Regions from separate parts of the Mus musculus genome. Here region 2 is linked to region 1. A link is a contact called in public HiChIP or PLAC-seq data. All regions are on one chromosome and are shown on one strand. The core of a region is the stretch at or near the end of the contact, and the rest is flanking DNA. Distances in the headings are between cores, read along the strand shown.

Evidence for each region. HiChIP or PLAC-seq counts read pairs in DNA pulled down with a chosen protein or histone mark.
Region 2: a contact with region 1 is called in an H3K4me3 HiChIP or PLAC-seq map of embryonic hindbrain, with 3 times the contacts expected there. The contact joins two enhancer-like sites. A contact is called at or near these places in 3 of 115 datasets of contacts at active chromatin or transcription factors (embryonic basal ganglia, embryonic hindbrain and forebrain) and 2 of 9 other capture datasets (adipose tissue and pancreatic islet).

What each region holds. Positions count from the first base shown.
Region 1 is chr5:120,173,178-120,179,585 of GRCm38.p6, reverse strand. It overlaps Rbm19 (RNA binding motif protein 19), which reads right to left. Exons shown (of 24, transcript NM_028762.1): 22 at 3,622-3,727. Among named protein-coding and RNA genes, the nearest start is that of Gm10390, 37 kb to the right of the region's middle. Within about 2 kb of position 5,090, at least 25 of the 459 cell types and tissues checked have an H3K27ac peak or open chromatin away from gene starts, as enhancers often do.
Region 2 is chr5:120,298,812-120,305,012 of GRCm38.p6, reverse strand. No RefSeq gene overlaps it. Among named protein-coding and RNA genes, the nearest start is that of Gm31836, 67 kb to the right of the region's middle. Within about 2 kb of position 2,637, at least 12 of the 459 cell types and tissues checked have an H3K27ac peak or open chromatin away from gene starts, as enhancers often do.

The DNA.
Region 1 (6,408 bases), core at 3,841-6,340:
ATCATGGGGATGCGTGTTACACATGTGCTACTGATCATCCGACGGATCACGTGCTGCAGGCTACCATTCAGCACGGAGCAGGGGTGCCGGGTACCAGTGAGGGAGGCAGGAGGTGGGAGAAGCTCTGTCCTGCCCCTCTTCACCAGTCCTACAACCCAAATCTCACTTGAGCCCTCTGCGCCACACCGCCATCTCCAGCCAGTGTGAGCTCAGGCTTGTGCATCCTGTCACTCGCTCCCTGGGTGTCCACCCGCCATGGTGAAGTGGGAAAGAGGAAGGAGATGCCTGCGACCCTACAATTAAAGCTGTGGTTGTTTATCACAGCAGAGCTCTGCCTGCCAACGCCAGCCGCCATCGCATCTCTGGCTGCCGGCTCCCCCCGAGTGTTTATTTAAGCCAACACATTGCTCTGCTAATTGGATAACATTCTATGTGAAAATAGGCCTTTTAAAACAACAGTGTCGGTGGCTAAAACAGCTGCAACCACAAAAGTATAAAGAAGCGTGCGTGGCTCAGGAGGGAGAATTGAAGGCACCTCATGTGGGGAACAATTAATATTCTGGTTTCCGGGCGTCTCTCTGCTCCTCCCTACTTCTTTCTTCCTGGTGGCCCTTTCCCCCTTTCTTCAGGGCCAGTGTAGGCTAGGTAGGGAGACGAAGGTGGGGCCTGAATGGAAACCCAGTGCCTATTGGACACTTCCTAGCCAATGGGGGGGGCATCAAATCCATCTGCCTAGGACTCCCCACTGCCCATCCAGGTGAGAGAGTGGCATAGAGTGCGCAGGGTACACTGGAGGGCGCTCAGCACTGAAGAAGGCAGCTGGTTTTTGGGAGGCTCAGAGGGGCTGCTCCCCCTCTTGACTGTCTTGACAGGAGAGCAGCATTGTGTGCTGGGGTGTGCTGGAGGGCACTCAGCAGTGAAGGCAGCTGTTTTTTTGGGGGGGGGGGTCCAGAAGAGCTGCTCCCCAGAACTGTCTTGATGGGACCTTTTGGCCTCTGTGTGTGTTTCTACCGAGGGAGCCCTTTTCTGGGGTAAGGTGCTACAGCTGGATAGCGGGAATGGGTGTGAGGGGCGGGTTTGGTTAGAGGAGGGTCAGCACTTTGGTAAACCAATGCCCGATGGGAGGGAGAAGCCTGGCTGTATAATGCTAAGCCAAGTCTTTGAGCCATTTCTCCACCAGCACCCAGGGGACACTCAAAAGAAGTCCACAGGGTTGATCAATTCAGATACCCCCAGAGAAGCTATAGTGACCGGACCAGGGATGGCACACGGGCAGGGCAGCCCAGGTGACCTCATAGGTAGGTAGGATATGTGCTAGCCTGACTCCCGGCTACATCAGTCTCCTAGCTGACGGACACTGGCTTCCCTCTTCTGTGTAGAGGTTGGGATAACACAGGCACTTCCAGCAGCACTGATGTTTCCTGCCTAGAATACCAGGGAGAATTCACCTGCTTGTCTATCCATCTCCCGTAGGCAGGCAGGGCTCTGGGGCTGTGCAGTTGGACAAGGTCAGGAGAGGGAGGGTTTGTGCTCATCTCCACTAATCGTGGTGTGCTGGACTGGGACAGGCAATGTGCCTACAGTAGACACGTCACTTGTATGCTGGCGCTCTTGGGAGGCCCTGCATATCATTGTTGGGAGCCTGGGTTCTCCATGTGGCCATTATGGAGCCTCCTGCTGGCTTTGCTCCCCACGTTGTTATGCATGTGACTCAGAAGGGGTCTGATGGGTCAGGATCCCTGAGAATGTGTGAGGTACAGGGTGAGCCGCTCATTCCAGGATGGGGAGTGAGCACTTGTTCTGGGTCAGTGGGCCTGGGTGGGAGGCTACACCATGACTCTTATACCATGGGGCCAGGCCAAGAGCCCGATACCAGGAGCAGGGTGGGGTGAAGTAGGGGCTGTTGCTGGCCCCTCTGGGCAGACATAAGTCTCTCTGGGTCTCTGGCCTCACAGTCTTCCACTGTACAAGCAACCTCCTGCCTCAGTCCCAGGACATACATGTAGCCTCTTAGCCTACAAGGTTGCAAGTGCTCAGTGACTGGCTACTCTACATGGAGCAGGGTCAAGATGGGAGAAAGTGTCCAAGAGGACCAGAGACCGTCGAGGGGCCGGGGTGTTTCTAAAGGGGCCTCTCTTCTCTAAAATATCAAGTGCAAAAAGGAGGCTCGGGAGAAAATGAGGGCCCTAATCTTTGGGCTCTAATCTTTCCACAGCAGGGTAACCCCAAGCCCCAAGCCATAGCTAGAGAATGACTCCATGTTCAGAGTGTGACCACACTGTGTGCATGGTGCAAGGATATGCGGCAGGTGAAAAGAACTCATACTGCCACTCCTGACACAACCCGGTTCTGCAGACAGATCCAGGGGAGTGGAGGAGACAGACGGAGCTGCCCCAAGAAACAGCAAGAGCAAGGGATCACTGTGGGGATGGAACGCAGCTCACTCCCACTTCCATCAAGATGAGCTTACTGGCACAGTGGGTAAAAAGGGCATGAGTCCTGGCAGGGAGGGCAGGGCAGAGCACCACGGCAGGGATGGAAAGGCCTGAAATAGCACCTGGGAGCTGAGGGTACAGCCGGTCTCCGGGGCTGTGGGCAGAGAGCCCTCTCTGTCCTCAGCTGCCCTTTCTCTTGGTTCCAGGAGCCAAGAACCGAAAGGGATGGAGGGAGAAGCTGCCACCTCTGTGAGTCACTGCTGAGGGGCTGGCTTGGGATTAGGAGGATCATGGCCTCTGGCCTGAGGACTGGACTGTAATGCAGAAGTGGGCCCACGTCTGTCCAGCTCAGCTTGTCCCTCCAGCAGCTCCGTGAGGCCCAAGAGGCACTGGGAGGGGTGAGTCACTTTTCCAAGGTTTCCCCAAGGGGAAGAAGCCATGCTGGCTTCATAGATGGTGAGCCTATGTCTGGGGCTGGCTTTGGTAAGCAGGCCTTTTTCAGGGGCAGAGTTAGGCTCTATGTCTCCCAGGGCAGCCTTGTCTGGGGGTCTGGATAGGAAACTGTCAGTGATGGCCCTGGTACCCCAACCCTCCCTGTCCCGTCTGGGAAGCCTAGAGCTCAGGACACCGTGCGTACACTGTCTCGCACTGCCGCTCTGCTGACAGGATGTCACAGGTGTGGCTCACAGGGTCCCTGGGTTATAGCAATGAAGGGAGTCAGGTTGTGTTGAACATCTGCCATGTGCCAGGGAGCTGACCTCATAGGATCGTCTGTCACAAAGCAGGAATGGAGCACTACTGTTAACCCATTTCACAGACAAGGAAATCGAGGTACAGGGCAAGGCTAGGAGGGACCTAGCTACCCTCAGTGACAATGTTTCTCTGGCTGCCAAGGACTAGTGTTTGCAGTGTATTGTTCCTTCTGCCACTGAGAGGTGACAATGGAAGGGCTGCTAGCTGAGAAGAAAGGACAAATGTCTAGGCAATGAAGCAGATACCTGCACCATTCATGACAGACACGTGCACACACCAGCATGTACTACCTGGCCCTCCAAGCCCCGTGCCCAGTGCTCTGCCTCCAAGGAGACTGGATAAATCATCAGCGTCAGGGAGAGAGCGGAAGGCACGAGGCAGCCACACTCTTGCCGCCTCAGGGGCTCTGTGCTTCTCTGGGGGTAGCGCTCACCTTCGCATCCTGCTTGGTGATGAAGTCCACAAAGCCGAAACCGCGGTGGGCACCTGTCCCTGTCATCTTCTTCGGCAGGCGCACTGTCTTCAGTTCCCCAAAGGTGCTAGAGACAAAAAGGCAGACATCAGAGAGTGAGCGCTGGGGGCCTAAGGGCTTTGAGGGACACCAAGGGCTCTGGACCCCGTCGGTTACCAGAGATTGCTAGCTGCGGGAACATCCACTGCCTGGCTCGTTCATGTGCCTTCCTGCTCCCCCATACCCAGCCCTCTCTCCTCTGCAGGCGTGGCTTTCTTCTCCCTGCTGGCCACCACTTGGGGGAGGGAGGGCACCATCAGGATGGAAGGTGCTGATGGGAAATTTTTGGTGTCGCTCCTGCCACCTGGGGGACACCTTGACACTTGTTCTTTCCCCATGGGGATAGGTCTTGAGCAGGCCGTGCCAGGCCAGGAATTTCCCCAGCCAGTGCAAGGGGATGACTATGGGAGTCAAGGCTCTTGGGTGCACGGTCAGTGGGGTCCCCTGACCTTTCCCAGGCAAGCCTCCATATCCGGGACCGGGCACGTGCCAAGCCTAAGCTGACTGACTCCAATCCATGAAATCTTTGCTGTTAACCTAGAACCTGGGCGCTGGAGATGCCCCGATGTGCAGGGATCTGAAGACACACAACCCCTCCTTCTGAGCTGCATGTCCTCTACAGCTTCCTTTGATACCTGCTATGCCAGGCAGGCAGTGTTTTGGGGCAGAAAACCCAACCAGGGACCTGTGGCCTGGACCACCCTTGGGGTTGACCCTCTCCTCTCCATTGAGTTAACCTTTGAAAGACTCTAGGACAAAGGAAATGAGCTTCCTCAGGGTCGCTTGGCTGCATGCCCCCACCCCAATCCCTTTGTAATGTCCATTTATCAAATATGTACGCACACACTGCCACTGATAAATATTCAATGCGCTCTGCATTTGAAGAGAGGTCTTATTTTTATTTGAAAATCTATACTCTCTGGTGGCCACGGGGTCCATGCATCCATACACCGTGGTTTGGGATGCTTCAGGCCAAGGACCGATTGGGTAAAGAACACAGTGCAGGCCATAAGCCCTCACACAATGATGTAAGTTAAATCTGGGGCGTTAACCTGCAGCCCTGCCAGCATGAGCCGGCATCCGCTGGCCCCATTTCTGAAGGCAGGGCTGTGTGTAAACGCAGCATTATGAAGCCTAAAAATGAATCGGCACGTCCAGCTCTCCCTGTCAGCTCCCCCCATCCCTACGCCTGTGCAGGCCTCAGGGAATGGAGCTGGCGACAAGGCTAGCCTCCCCAGGATGGGAAGGAAAGAGGCAGAGGGGAGTCTGGCCAGACTCTTTGCTGAGAGGGAGCTCTTAGCTGATTTGGAGGGGGGTCGGAGTCTGAGCAGGTCAGATGAGAAGCCTGGAGAGCCACCAGTCAAACAGCCAGCAAAACCTTGCTTTATTCTGCCACCTAAAGGCCTGCACGTCCCACGACACACGGCCTTGGGTCCCTCTACCAGTCTCTATGCGTGGGTGGTGCTGACAGGAACAGGGAGAGCTGGGGATGGCTGAGGCAGGCTCCCAGCCTGGTCCACAGAAATGGCTCATTGGTCACTGGTTCTCTAGGTCACCTGTGGGGACATTGCGAGCCCAAGTCTGAGGGCTTGGCATCTAATGTAGGAAGGCTAGATAGATGACATGGGGCAGTCAGGCTGGTTGTCTGACAGAGCAGAGGGTGCCAACACCCACTGCTCTCCAGCTCTCCAGCCACACTCCCCTCATCTCCAGTACGCCTGTCACAATGCCACTGCCCATAGTGAACCAACTAGAACCACCCAGTCTGTGTGTGTGTGTGTGTATGTATGTGCAAGCGAGTGCAATTCTTCTAGTGAAAGGACCCCCACTCATCTTGCTTGTGCCGTGCCTGCAGCCTGGCGCCCAATGTCTGCCCTGCACAGGTTCTGCCAAAACCACTTCCAGAATGACCAACAGCAGGAGACAGCCGGAAGAGGCAGGGACTATGAAGAGGGGCTGTGGAGTCCACCACCCAAGTCTTTCCACCCTGCTTTACAAACAAGCCATCCAGGGAAAGCAGCCCTGTTCTGGGTGGGAAACAGCAGAGGGTGATGTCCCCTGCTTGGCCACAGGATGGTTAGTTCAAGCCTGCCCTGTTCCCCACAGAGACAAGCCAGAAGTGGGACTTCTTCCTTCCCCAAATATGGCTAAATCCAGGGTGAAGTGGTGTATGTGTATGTGTGTAAGGTGGTAGCTAGTCCTAGTGACCCACCCAGGATTGTGGGGGCAAGGGAGAGGACCATGTGCACCTTCTTTTTGCCTGGCTGTGTTGGGGTAGGGAGCAGGGAAGGGAGACAGAGAGAGGGAGAGGAGGGCAGGGTTGGGGATGGCTGCTGAGGTTAATGCCTCCCCTCCACATCGCGCTGTGAGCGTGGATGCTCGGTGCATGGTAAGCAGCCGAGGGGCCGGAGGAAGCAAGGAAAATAATTAAAAGGTGGAGAAAGAAGCTGGTGAGGAGGCGGAAGGAAGGGGCCGGGCTGCTGTGGTCTGTAGATGTGCATCTCAGAGTGCGGTGGCGGGAGCCAGGACAGTCTGGAGCCACCATGGAACTGGAGTGGGGATGGGAGCTGGGGGCCTTTGGGAGAGTCCACAACCTAGGCTTGGGGCTTCTAGACTGAATGGCCAAGGAACTCGTGCCTAAAGACCCCAGGAGCTTCAGGGGGGTGATCCTGGTAAAGAGCCAGGCTGAGGAGCAGCTGAGAGTTAAGA
Region 2 (6,201 bases), core at 1,388-3,887, 130 kb before region 1:
ATATGACAACACTACTAATCCTAGCACCCAGCACTGGGGTAACAAAGGCCAGAGGATGGTCCTTAGCTATATAGTTAGTTTGAGGCCAGCCTGAGCTACATGAAAGCCTGTCTCAGATAAAAACAAAAAACAAAAAACAAAAACAAAACAACAAAACACAAGAACATTACTCTAAAGGTCTCCGTTTACAGACAACTCAGGAAGAGCACACTGACCCCGCCTTGAAATTCATCTCCCTCCCGTTCCAGGCCCATCCCTGTTGGGAAAAAAATGACTCTCACAAAAGATCCCTCTGCAGCAATTATCTAAATGGGAGGCTGGGAGGGGGGGAGCCATTTAGAATCCACTTCATTGCGGGATTACCTAATTAATTAACGGTTTCGCTGACAACTCGTTGGAGAAGTGTGTTAAACAGGAGCGCAGTGGGCCGTGATTTATAGACTCTGACACCCCCCTCCTGGCCTCTCCACCTCCCTCCTTCCTGCCCTCATGCAGCCCCCCCCCTCCAGCCTTCCCACTTGGCCCGACACAAGGAAGCCTGAGAGGACCCTCTCCCTCCCAGGCTCCCTCTGGAGTCTGGGGCGCACGGAGATGACAGAAGGGCGCTGGAGAGGGAGGGGGTGGGAGACAATGGGGAGCTGAGAGGGCAGCTGAGACCGAGGGAATGGTCGCATCTGCCCCTTGCCCCCAGCCCAGAGCCACTCCATCTGTGCGGACCCTGCACGTGGAGCCCCCCGTGGGCACCGCCCGTGCCCGGATGCTTCCTCTCGAAACTCTGGAGTTTTCCAGATGCCGTGTCCCTCAGCTTGGAGAAGCCTGAACGGTCAGGAGGTTCAGAAACTTAGTTTTGACTTTCTTACCGGAAAGGGTTTTCCAACTTCCGGTCGGTGAAAGATGAAGGCTGGGGTGTGGCTCAGTTGGCAAAGTACTGCCCAGGGTGCATGGCTTCCAGCCCCAGCGCGGCGGGGAACAGGCTATAGTGGTGCCTACGGGTGATCCTGGTACTGCTTGGGATAGAGGCAGGAGGAATTGAAGTTCAAGGTCAAGCTTGGATACACGGGACGCCCTCCACCCACGTCGTAAAAACAAATAATATAAAAAACAAAACGCAAAGCCCTGAGGTGAGAGGGGGGGGGGGAATGCGGATCATCCTAAGTTCTACGGACACCCGTGCCATGGATGGTGTTGTGTCGGACATGCGAAGGTCACCCAGACAAGGTTCACACCCACAGAGACGCCGTCCTGGTGTGAGCCAGATTTTCAACAGTGGAGACCTCTGCCTGAAGGAGTTAAAGCCAAGCGCCTGATGGGGAAAAATATCACCAAAGGGGGCTTGTGACTTGATGTCTTGAGTGCCAGGCTAGCTCAGTTGTGACTTCTAGCTCAGTACCTTCCTACTGCTTCCTGTCCTCATGTTTATGGGTGATGGGAAAACGGTCCTAGCCACCCGAGGTTTCCAGTCAGACCTTTGAGTGGGTGATTCTTTTCCTTAGGAATCACGACATCTTAGAGGGGTGGGCAACTAACTCTACGGACTTCCGGTTAGCTTCCCTGGGGGTTCAAGTCCCTCCTCCACAGTTCTAGAAAGATCCTCCCAGTCTTTCACACCAGGAGCAAAAGGGATCAGAAGTCCCAACATAAGCCACACACTACAGGAGCAGTCTTTGAATTCTCCTAGTCCTAACCACGCCTCTATATGGGTTCTGACCCACCCTCCCCACTCACTAAGGACCTGGTCAGGAAGGGAGCTAAGGGTGTCCAAGTGGGGTGACCACACCCAGGGAGATCTTTTTCTCCCAGGAAGTGGGATCTATGACTGGAGTCTCAATAGAAACTTCCTGCCAGGGATTCCCCAGGGTCAGAGGTTATGTGTGTAAAAAATGATAAAAGATGCCCACAGCGGTCAGAGTCCACCATGGAAGCTTCTGGAAGCAGATTCTGCAAGAATTCACTATGCTGTGGGTGAGGAACTCCTACTCCCATTTTACAGATGAGCAAAGAGTCACTGAGAAAATGATGGGGTCCGATATATGTCTGGTACAAACTTCTGTTTAAATGTAAGATCAGTCCCAGGCAAGAGTGAAGGGCTCAGTCAGGGTTGTGATGCGTTGAGGTTTCCCGTGTACACAGACCCTGCTAACCGTGAACTCCGCACCTCCTCACTAATTCATGCTTCTTAAGACAGAGGGGGATGGCACCAGAGAGGGTAAGCCCTTGTCCCTAGAATGCACGGCTGACCCTGTGTCGCTTGGTTGAGTGAAAAGGCAATGTGACCTCCAAGACTGGCCACTTGGGGGTACAGCAGAACCCCGCAGCTGCTGAACTGGTCACGCGTGGCCATGCAACCCGATTCTCTCCCGGAAGGGAGGCTGAAGGAAGGCCGGGGTTTCGTCCGGGTCAGCCTGCAGGTCGGAGGCCCCTGGACAGAACCTTGACCCGCGTCTGCCCCTCTCACCTCCCGCACAGCCCAGGTTCAAGGCCGGGCTCACGCGCGCGGGCGGAGGCCGGGAGGGGGTTAAACCGCGCAGCCCCGCCTGCCGGGCGCAGGAACAGATTTCGCGGTTCACACGGGCACAAAGGCCGCGCGCTCAAAGACGCCGCATTGTCCCCGCCGCGCCGCTCCCACCGCCGCGCGCGAATTAACCCTGTCACCCGGCCTTTGTCGCCGCGCACTTCAGGGCGGCCACAAAGGCGCCAGAACACCCTGCCGTGTTGTCAAGGAGGTGGGGTGGGGGTGGCTTTCAAGAGGGGATAGTGGAGGGTGGGGGGGCAGAGGCGGGGGTGGGGTGAGGGTGCAGGACAGGGTGCGGGACACAAGGTAGGGATAGGGATAGTAGTGGGGGTTGCAGGGGTGGGGTTAAAGGTAGAGTGGGGTGCAGGGGGTAATAGTGGGGTCCAGGGACATAGATGGGGTGCAAGACAGAGTGCAGGGAAAGACCCTGCGGGAGGGGGGTACAAGGGCCCAGGCACTCGGGGTCTCCTTTGCCCATGAGGCTCTGTTGGCCTCCTTTACCCGTTCTCTCGCCTGTGTGCTCCCTCCAACCCTCCCCCCTTCCCGTTCCTCTTCCCCTTCCCCCGTTGTGTCTGTCTCCTTTTTCCAGCTCCGTTTCCCTCTGCCTTTGGCTCCATATCTGTGTCACTAGGGATCGCTCAGTCGCTTTGCCCCCATCCCTGACTTTGCGATCCTGCCTCTTGGCTTCTACTTCCGCCTCTGTAAGCGATCCTTCCAGGGCCCGCTATCTTTTAAGACATGTGCTCCTGAGTGTTGGAGGATACGCACGCACACACAGACATTTGTGTGTGCACATGCAGTTCTTCTGCCTTCGGGGCCTGTGGCTGTCTTTGTGGGCGGGGGATGGATGGATGGCTTAGTGGCTGGAAGATCCCTATACCACCCCTTCAATAAATACCACATCCTGCAGGGGCACAGGCAGGAAGGGATGGTGTGGTCTCAGGGAGTGACCCAGCTCAGGAGACCCGTCCCCCATCCCCCCACCCCGCCACACTCCAACCCTCTGAAACCTGAGGGACCTCTTCCCCTTCCCAAAGATTGGGTCTGGGACCAACCCCCTGCTCTTCTTGTACCATCCTGAAGGACTTGGAGAAGACAAGATCCCCCCAGGTCGCACAGTACCTTCACACCTGTCTCAGGGCCTGGGTCACCCTCACTATGCCTTTTCCCAAGTTGTTCTAAGAGGTAGCTGGTCATACTCTCATTTCATACTAGGGAAACTGAGACACAGCAGAGGTGATCGAGCCAGACAGATCCTGGGTGCCCATTGGCCATCCATAGACTTGTTAATGGACTCCAGAGGGAGGTTCTGCCAAGCCATTCTTCAGTGACCTTCTGTCTCCCCACCCCACCCCCCTCAGCTAGGGTCAGTGTGAGCAAGGCATTATAGGGAGAAGATGAAAGTTTGCCCCATGGGTCATGTGGAGATCGAGTGGGGAGTTTGCACATCTTGCTGTCCTTTCTGGTATAGTCCAGTACCACCAGCTTTCCCAGCCTTTCAGTTCATATTCACATACATCACCTAGATGTTCAGGGTGACTTCCAGCATCCTAGGACCAGTATATCTCTCCTCCCCACTATAGCTGCTGTCTTTGGTCCCCCTAGGCAGATAGGGACCCCTCTTCTGCATCCCTGAACACTTGCCTCTCTGCTAGAAATAACTCCCTGGCTGCCCTGTCCCCTGGGTTCACCCACCCTACACTCAGCTGCTGAGTGGGTCTCGCCTGGAGCCTTCTGCTCCAGCACCACCCACCCTACACTCAGCTGCTGAGTGGGTCTCGCCTGGAGCCTTCTGCTACAGCTACACTGGGGTGGGGGGAGGGAGGGTCTGGCGGGGCTCTCTCCCTTCCAGAAAGCCCCCTAGCCAGGTCTGCTGGGGGGGAGATAAGAAGCAGGCAGCCAGATCCGCCCCTGTTTCTGTAATCACCTTCTCACCCCCAAGCCCCCTTGCTCTGCACCCCCCCACCCCGTGACATCTCACTTTTTTTTTTTAAACATATATATCATCTTTATGACTGTGGCATGATCTGGGCTGACACTGCATTCATTTAGCCAAGGGCAGGTGGGGTCGTGGGAGACAGCTCACTGCACAGATTCATGGGGGGGGGGGTTGCTGCAAGGGAAGCCGCCATTCCCCCTGAGACATTGGGGGCACTGATGACAAACACAGTGCCTGGCAGAAAATGGATTTGGGAGTGCCAGGGACCTTGTGGCCTGTTCTCAGATGGCCTTGGGGGAGGCCTCTGTCTTCAGGACCCTCACGGTTTAGAGGTAGAGCCTTGAGGGTATATGAGAGAGGCAGTTTATCTCCAGTAACTCTTTCTCTTTTTTCTTCTCTCCTGCTTCCCTCCCCCTCCCTCTCCTCCTCCTTCACTCCATTCCTTCCTTCTGAGGGGTGAAATGGAAACTTCTACAGCTAACCTGGGTATGCTGCCTGGCACACTGGGAGGTGGGATTGCGGCTGCCCACGCTTACTTTGTGTATCTCCTGGTCCTGGTTCATCAGTGGGACATGGAGGCAACCCTGCCCCCATGGTTGCTCCCTGCTATGCCTGACTCCCTTCCATAATCCCGAGGGCTGGCAGTGAAGCCACACTCATGAAGGAGATGAGCTAGGGGCTAAAGCTTGTAGTGACAAGTATTGAGAATTCTGGATGTAAAACAAAAAACCAAAAACCAAAAACCAAAAGAAACCCCACAGAAATATTAAAAGAACATATTTTCGTTTTAACCTTCAGGTGCGGGGGGGGGGGGGGGTTATGGGGCTGCTTCAGGCTGTCCACAGCAGCTGACTATGATTTGCCTCGTGCAGGAGTGTGGTTTTGCCAGCTGCAGATAGCTGTCTACAATTGTGTGACATTTGGAATTCTGGAAACTTCAGAGGGTGTATAAATGCTAGCACCATGAGAGGCAGGTTTGGTGGTTGGTAGTTCATGGGGGTTCTTTGCAGTGTGTTAGTAGCTACGGTAAAAGATGCAATAAGAAGAAAATAGATTCACAAATCTCTCTCATTCTCTCATATTCTCTCTCTCTCTCTCTCTCTCTCTCTCTCTCTCTCTCTCTCTCTCCTCTCTAGCTCTCCACTCTATCCTTTCCTATCTAGTGAGAGGGGGTGAAACCAGAGGGATAAAGGATGGGAAGAAGGGAGAGAAGAAGGAGAAGGAGAAGGAGAAGGAGAAGGAGAAGGAGAAGGAGAAGGAGAAGGAGAAGGAGAAGGAAGAAAAGAACTCATAATATAGCAAAGACCAGATACAAATCCTCCGCTGAAATGGTCTGCACACACGCTGAGCTCTGGGGCTTGTGTCTGGGGTGCACATCTCCACTGGATCTCTGCTCTCCCTGTGAGTAGCAGCAGCCAATGGGGATGGCATGGTCCAAGACTGGCCATGCTGGGTCATGTGTCTTCAACAGTGAAGGACCTGTCCACCCCCACCCCATTGCCACTGGACACCAGCTTCCATGGCAGCCTCTGGTCCCTCTTCCCACCCCTTCTCTGTATTTGACCTCAAAAGGGGCCCCCATCCCTCAGAACCCCAACCTAGCCAAGCTCCTTAAGTGACACTCTTGAGCTACCTCACTTCAGCCCTTCTACCTCAGGGCCTTTGCACGGGCTGGTCCCAGCAGGAGCAGTTGATCACAGTTCCAAAGTTTACTTCTCAGGGTTGCCCCTCTAGTAGGTGTCTAGGACAC